Regions from separate parts of the Capra hircus genome. Here region 1 is linked to region 2. The links are chromatin contacts, called in public Hi-C maps. All regions are on one chromosome and are shown on one strand. The core of a region is the stretch at or near the end of the contact, and the rest is flanking DNA. Distances in the headings are between cores, read along the strand shown.

Evidence for each region. A called contact is a pair of places that touch in the nucleus more often than the background predicts.
Region 1: a contact with region 2 is called in a Hi-C map of liver, with 2.7 times the contacts expected there. The contact joins the promoter of TNFSF10 here to the enhancer-like site in region 2. A contact is called at or near these places in 2 of 5 Hi-C or Micro-C datasets (blood and liver).

What each region holds. Positions count from the first base shown.
Region 1 is chr1:94,544,284-94,547,928 of ARS1.2, forward strand. It overlaps TNFSF10 (tumor necrosis factor ligand superfamily member 10), which reads left to right and starts at 1,477. Exons shown (of 5, transcript XM_005675308.3): 1 at 1,477-1,840. The coding sequence starts at 1,712.
Region 2 is chr1:94,452,257-94,455,749 of ARS1.2, forward strand. No RefSeq gene overlaps it. Among named protein-coding and RNA genes, the nearest start is that of NCEH1, 89 kb to the left of the region's middle. Within about 2 kb of position 2,090, at least 2 of the 5 cell types and tissues checked have an H3K27ac peak or open chromatin away from gene starts, as enhancers often do.

The DNA of each region.
Region 1 (3,645 bases), core at 227-2,726, 91 kb after region 2:
AATCCAGGCCCCAGCTAGAGGAAGGCACCATCATGTTAACCCTGAGGGTCTCTCTAGGACTCAGTATAGGCTCTGGGGACTGCAGGTGAATAGATGGGATGGTGCTGCCCCCCAGGACAGAAACCTCAGGCAGGGGCGGCACTATCTCAGGATAGTGCTTGTATGTTGGTTAATGGTCATAATTTTCCCTGTCTTGTGCCTGGTAAGCATACTTAGTCTGGGTGGAGGCAATCTGTTTGCAGACTGGGCACAGTGGTGGCCTCGCTGGGAAATGAGCCTGCTTGCTGGGTCTATAGCAGGATGCCATTGTCGTCCTCCTCTGGACTTTCATGGAAACTTGAGCCTGTAACCAGCTGGCTCGAATGTTTGCCCACCTCTTAGGCTCTTGACACTCTTTAGCTGCTGTTGTCTGTATTGTGTTTGTGGTGTCTGGTTGCAGTGCCCCTGTACATACGTGAGCCCAGGGATATCACAGAAGAGGGATGGACCAAGATTGTAAGGGTCGTGCAAGGGTGCAGGGGTGGAGCGTACTGTCAAACCATTCAGGATGGCTGTTCTCTTGCTCTCTGTTCGTCCCCTACTTGACCAGGCCCTGCTTCAATCACATGACTATCCAATCCTCCTAATTACAGGGCTTCATCAGTAACTGCCTGCAAGCTTGCCCCCACCCCATCTCCTGGTTTCCTTGGTAACTGATGAGCCCACCTAAAATCAATTTCCGCCCTGTCCCTCCCACCCATACATGGTAGCCTCCCTCTCCCCCGAGGAGCAAAGACTGCTGCCATGTCCTGCCTGCCATGGTGAGATGTCACTCCAGGACATTTTGCTTCAAACATGTAAGATCTCCTGTCCACCAAACTATTGATGTCCCCATCACTGTATCCAGCCTCTTTGTTTGGTCTGGAGGCTGGGCAACCACAAGCTTTCAGGCTGGTGGGGTGTGGCCCAATAACTACCTAATCAAAATAAATAAAATGTAAAGTAAGAACATGAAGAATGTTTATACAATTAGAAAATGATGGAAAGACACATACTTATAAAACCTGGCGACCTGGATAGACTCTAGCCTAAACAGTGAATGAATGGAATAGTTCACAGAAACATGGACTTGCTGGTGCCCGTGTTGACAAGGACCTTTTCAAAACAAGCCCCAGATTTTGTTTTAATTAATGGATTGAAGTTATTATGATTGTAACGCTTACAACTTTTTTCACTTTTCTAATCCAGTGGAAGCTATATTCACTTCCTAAGGCTGCCACAATGAAGTAGCACAAACAGAATTGTGTTGTCTTGCAGTTCTAGGGGTTAGAAATCCAAAACCAGAGACAGAGAGCCCTGTGCCCCTGAAAACTGTAGTGGACCTGCCTTGCTTCCCCCTAGCTTCTAGTCCTTTAGGATCTGTTTTTTCTCCTCTTTACAAGTTTCAGTTTCAGTTTGACTTGCCGCTTTTCACTAAGTAAAACTTAAAAATTTGCTCCACCCCCGCAGTCCTAATCTGCTGCTTGACTGTAGTGGACCTGCCTTGCTTCCCCCTAGCTTCTAGTCGTTTAAGATTAGTAGACTTGCAACTGTTTTTTCTCCTCTTTACAAGTTTCAGTTTCGGTTTGACTTGCTGCTTTTCACTAAGTAAAACTTACAAATCTGCTCCACCCCACCGCAGTCCTAATCTGCAGCTTGACTCACTCTGCAGGAGTCCCATCCTACAGCGATCATGACCCTGATGCATACTCCGGGCTCCAGACTTGGACAGTTCTGCGTGCTGATCCTCATCTTCACAGTGCTGCTGCAGGTTTTTGGTATGGGCGTGTTCTACATGTATCTCAGCAAGGAGCTGAAGCAGGTCAGTACAATGCAAACGCTCCCTGACAGACTGCCTCTGTTGGCTCCTCTGTGAAGACTTTACAGAGGAAGAGAAGCCTCTCTTTCTCTGTCCTGCCCGGGGACCCTAACTGCTAATGCCTATCATTACTGAGAACTTTGCAAAAGTGAATTGAAAGGATTATGTGCACAAAGTATAGTTACAGAATTGGCTCGACCAGATTCTAGCAGATGCGGGAAATGAAACTGCTGAGGTAGTTTTGTATTTAACAGTATGTTATAATATTAACTGCTGCCATTCCTTGAGTTCTTTCTGCTTAACGTTTTAGAGTTCTTGACTCGAATTCTCGGGCAAGAGAGGAGCTGCCTCAGAGGAGGACTGTGTCTGCTTTTGCTTTCTGTGACACCTCTAAAAACTAGCACAGAGCTCCCACACTTGTTGAGTGAGTAACCAACCTTCACAAATGTGGTTCTACTGGGACATAGGGTACAGTCAAGGCTTAACCCAAAGACGAGCTCTAAGTCACCTGTAATAATGCTGTGGTGTGTTCCAAATTTTGCTAGTTCCAGTGGATTTTGAAAGCAAAATTACTGAAAATAAGCCAACTTCAGCTTTTGGCTTTCTATATAGTCCCTGGTACCTCAGCTGGTAAAGAATCCACCTGCAATGCAGAAGACCCTGGTTCGATTCCTGGGTCAGGAAGATCCTCTGGAGAAGGGATAGGCTATCATCTCCAATATTCATGGGCTTCCCTGGTGGCTCAGATGGTAAACCATCTGCCTGCAATGTGGGAGACCTGGGTTCAATCCCTGGGTTGGGAAGATCCCCTGGAGGAGGACATGGCAACCTACTCCAGTATTCTTGCCTGGAGAATCTCCATGGGCAGAGAAGCCTGGCAAGTTACAGTCCATGGGGTCACAGACAGTCAAACATGACTGAGTGACTAAACACAGCACTCACATACACATATATATTTAATGTATTTTTTATTGGCATGTAGTTGATTTACAATGTCAGTTTCTGCTGTATAGCAAAGTGAGTCTGTTATACATAGCCACTCTTTTTTCAGATTCTTTTCCCCTATAAGTGACTACAGAGTATTGAATAAAGTTCCCTGTGCTATACAATAGGTTCTTATTTTTCATCTATTTTATATATACTATATATTTTTACACATTTTTGTTGTTGTTCAGTCGCTCAGTCATGTCCGACTCTTTGCCCCATGGACTGCAGCATGCCAGGCCTCCCTGTCCCTTACCATCTCCTGGAGTTTGCCCAAACTCATGTTCATTGCATTGGTGATGCCATCCAGCCATCTCATCCTCTGTTGCCCTCTTCTCTTTCTGCCTTCAATCTTTCCCAGCATCAGGGTCTTTTCCAATGAGTTGGCTGTTCACATCAGATGACCAAAGTATTGGAGCTTCAGTTTCAGTCTTTCCAATTGTGTATGTCAGTCCCAATGTCCCAGTTTATCCCTCCCCTAGGTAACCATAAGTTTGTTTTCTGTATCTGTGACTCAACTTCTATTTTTAAAATAGGTTTATTTCTACCATTTCTTCACATCCCATATATAAGTGATATCATGTGATATTTGTTTTTCTCTACCTGGTTTAACTTCACTCAACATAACAATCTCTAGGTTTATTGCTACAAATGGCATTATTTTGTCATTTTTCGTGGTTGAGTGATATTCCACTGTATATATGTACCACATCTTTCTCCATTCCTCTCTTGATGGACATTATGTTGCTTCCATGTCCTGACTATTGCAGATAGTGCTGCAGTGAACACTGGGGTGCATATATCCTTTGGAATTATGATTTTCT
Region 2 (3,493 bases), core at 840-3,339:
ATCTCGTAGTGACACAAAAAAAGCATCAGGGTCAAATTTGGTGCCCCCAAATTGCAGGGCGGGGCAAAATCACAAACCAACAGTTTTACACTTCAGCCTGTGAGAGGAAGCAGCAACTTGAAGTAAAAGCAAACTACCAGAAAATTCTAAATACACATTCTGAGCTCACCTACTTCTAAAACTAGTTTTTAAAAGTTATTATTCCTTTTCCCTTCTCTGTCATGTTTATAAGGATTTTCTCTCCATCCAGGGAAAGACTTTTTTTTTTAAGCTGAAAAGAAATGTGCAGTCTCATAAAATCTTGGACTCAGTTCAAAACTTATCTAAGAACTCCACCCTGTCCTTGGCAAAGTCCAGATTAACTTTCCGTCAGTAGCCCACCAAGCTCCTCTGTCCATGGACTCCTCCAGGCAAGAACACTGGAGTGTGGGTAGCCATTTCTCTTTCCAGGAGATCTTCCCAACCCAGGGATCAAACCAGGGTCTCCTGCTCTGCAGGTGGATTACCATCTGAGTCACCAGGAAGTGGTTAATCAGGCAAGTAGTGTGTTAGCCACCAAGGGAGCAGTTTCTAGATAACTGTACCAGCTTAGCTGAATTTATGGCCCACATGTTCTCTTTACCTGAGGAATAAAGTGTAAAGGGAAAATACTGTTCTCATCTAAACGAACCATAAAATAGACAACCTATTTCTACAGCTTTCAGGATACATACATGTAAACTATATATATATATACATATATATATTCATTTACTATATACATGAATATATAACCTATGCAATATCTATCTATATCTTGATAATTAATTGCTAAAGTAATAATATTTATTTACCTCTGGAGAACTCAAAGTATAATTACTGCTCTTATTTTCCTGTCTGCATTGTCTTTGGTGGAGAAGGCAATGGCACCCCACTCCAGTACTCTTGCCTGGAAAATCACATGGATGAGGGAGCCTGGTAGGCTGCAGTCCATGGGGTCGCTAGAGTCGGACACGACTGAGCGACTTCACTTTCACTTCTCACTTTCACGCATTGGAGAAGGAAATGGCAACCCACTCCAGTGTTCTTGCCTGGAGAATCCCAGGGACAGGGGAGCCTGGTGGGCTGCTGTCCGTGGGGTCACACAGAATCGGACACAACTGAAGTGACTTAGCAGCACTGTCTTTGGGAGGGAGGGAAGGCAGGACAAAGGGAGGGAAGAAGGGAGGAGAAATCAAAACTGAGATTTCTTAAAGGTCACTCAGGGAATTTGGCTGAGTTTGAACAGACAGGAACACCTGCCTGTTAGACTGACACTTGAGGGGAAACTTCCAACACACAGACTCATAAGTTGATTGCCTTAGGTGACTTAGTGTGGATTTGTCTGGGTTGAATTCTAGAATTTTCAGAATTTTGAGGAGAAACAATGAATTATTTCTTGGTCTCTGCTGTGTTTATAACAAAATCAGCATGACAATCACGTCCTCAGGGACGTGGGGAGAAAGTTTTCTCGGGACTGAAACTCTGCTTCGGTGCACATCAGCATATGCACATTTTATAGCTCAGAACTGTGTTCCCATGGTACCTAGATTTGCTGGGCAGAAAAGGGAACCAAACAACCTATCTCTGGCCTCTGGACCCCTGCCCATCTTTCTACCAGGCATCTTTACCTAGGAAAGGCAAAAGATTTAAGAAAAGTTATTCGGTAGAGATTCCAGTGCTAAAGAAAAATCCACTGGGATATTTTGGACTGAAGCTTACTTTCCTTTCATACTATTGTGTGGCAAGAAGTTCATGAGTGAGACTGAGAAGCCTTACCAAAGGTGAATGAGAGAGAGGCAGCTGGACCTAGGAAAGGAATTGATTGACTAATTCTTCCCTCATTCTACCCTAGCAAGTGCAAAACAAAAGAAACAAACAAAACCAAATCCTTTTAACTAAATGCTTTGCCTGTCAAGATTTAGCTCATCCTGGGGCTTCCATGGTGGTCTAGTGGTTAAGAATCTGCCTGCCAATGCAGGGGACATGGGTTTGTTCCCGGGTCAGGGACGCTCCCACATGTTGCAGAGCATCTAAGCCTGTGTGTCACAACTACTGAGCCTGGGTGCTGCAGCTACTGCAGCCCACATGCCTAGAGCCCGTGCTCCGCAACAAGAGAAGCCACCACGATGAGACGCCTGCACACCACAGCTAGAGCGTAGCCCCTGCTCACTGCAACTAGGGGAAAGCCCAAGCACCGTCAAAGACTCAGCACAGTCCATAAAGAAATAAAATTGTTTTAAAAAAGAAAGAAAAGAGGAAAAGACTTAAAAGAGATTTACTGTATCCTGCTTCATGAAAGAAAAAAAAAGTCATAATAATAAGGAATTGACTCTGCATAGAAGCTGATGTTCTTAAACCCCCAGGGTCTTTCCAAAGAATTATCATTATTTCAAAGAAAAAATGCATTGGAGAAAATAAATATCCATGCTTATATATTTAATTTGTAAAGATGAGGAATGTTTTCTTTAGAAAATGGCCCTACTGATTCTTTATAATGTTTTCATCCTATAGTAAACACATTAAAGAGATATATCTCTTATGCTCAGACCTAAATCCTTTTCCCGTATTTTCTCTTTTCTCTCTTCTTCCTTTTTCTGCTCTCCTTTTCTGATCTCTAGTCTCTCTAATTTTCTTTGGTTTCTGAAGATAGAATCAGGAAAAGAAAAGAAGGAAAAAAATTAGGTGTGTATTTACCACACTGCAAGACTTTACAAATGTATTTTTACCAGAGTAAACAAATAAGGAAAGAGATGAACCTAAGTGTACCCAGGTTAATTTGCCTTAAATATTCTCAGTTTAGTCTGAGAAGGATCAGTGTACTATAGATCCATATCCCAGAAGTAAATAAATGCCTGTAGCACTATCTCATGAATTCACTCACACTTCTTTTGAGTTTAAATAAAATAAGGTGCTTTCATGAGGTGGCTTTTCCGTGCGTGTGTCTGGGTGTTTGGGTGGAGGAGTGACTGTAGGGATCTGTTTGAATGTGTACTTATTTTTCCAGTTTTTGAGCTGATTTCCTAGAATTGTTTAGCGTTTCACTTTTACTTTCTCTTGCCTCAGATGACCTAAAGAGGCCTTTGGTTACTTGGGAAATAAACTTGCTGTTTCTCTTCTGGTAGCCTTTGTTGATTTTTATCTGTTCAGTTCCACAGATCTTGATGGCTTATGGTTCTGGATTCAAAAGCTAAATCTGAGGGGTTCTGACATATAGCAACAGGTTCTAGAGCTCCATCCATTCTGTAAGTTTTCAGCATTAAACTTGGCAGTGGAAAACTATAGCCTGGTTTGGGGAAGACTGGTTCATCTCTTCCCCTTACACCATGTTTTGCATCATGGAATGGTTTCTACAGTGGGGGTAATTGTCATCTCTGTCAATAAAAAGAGCCCCAAAAGTTGTGTTAGTGGCTGAGGAATCAGGCTCCTCCAGGTCTCAAACTTATATCCAACCCCTTTCCCCTTTCTTTGCTTC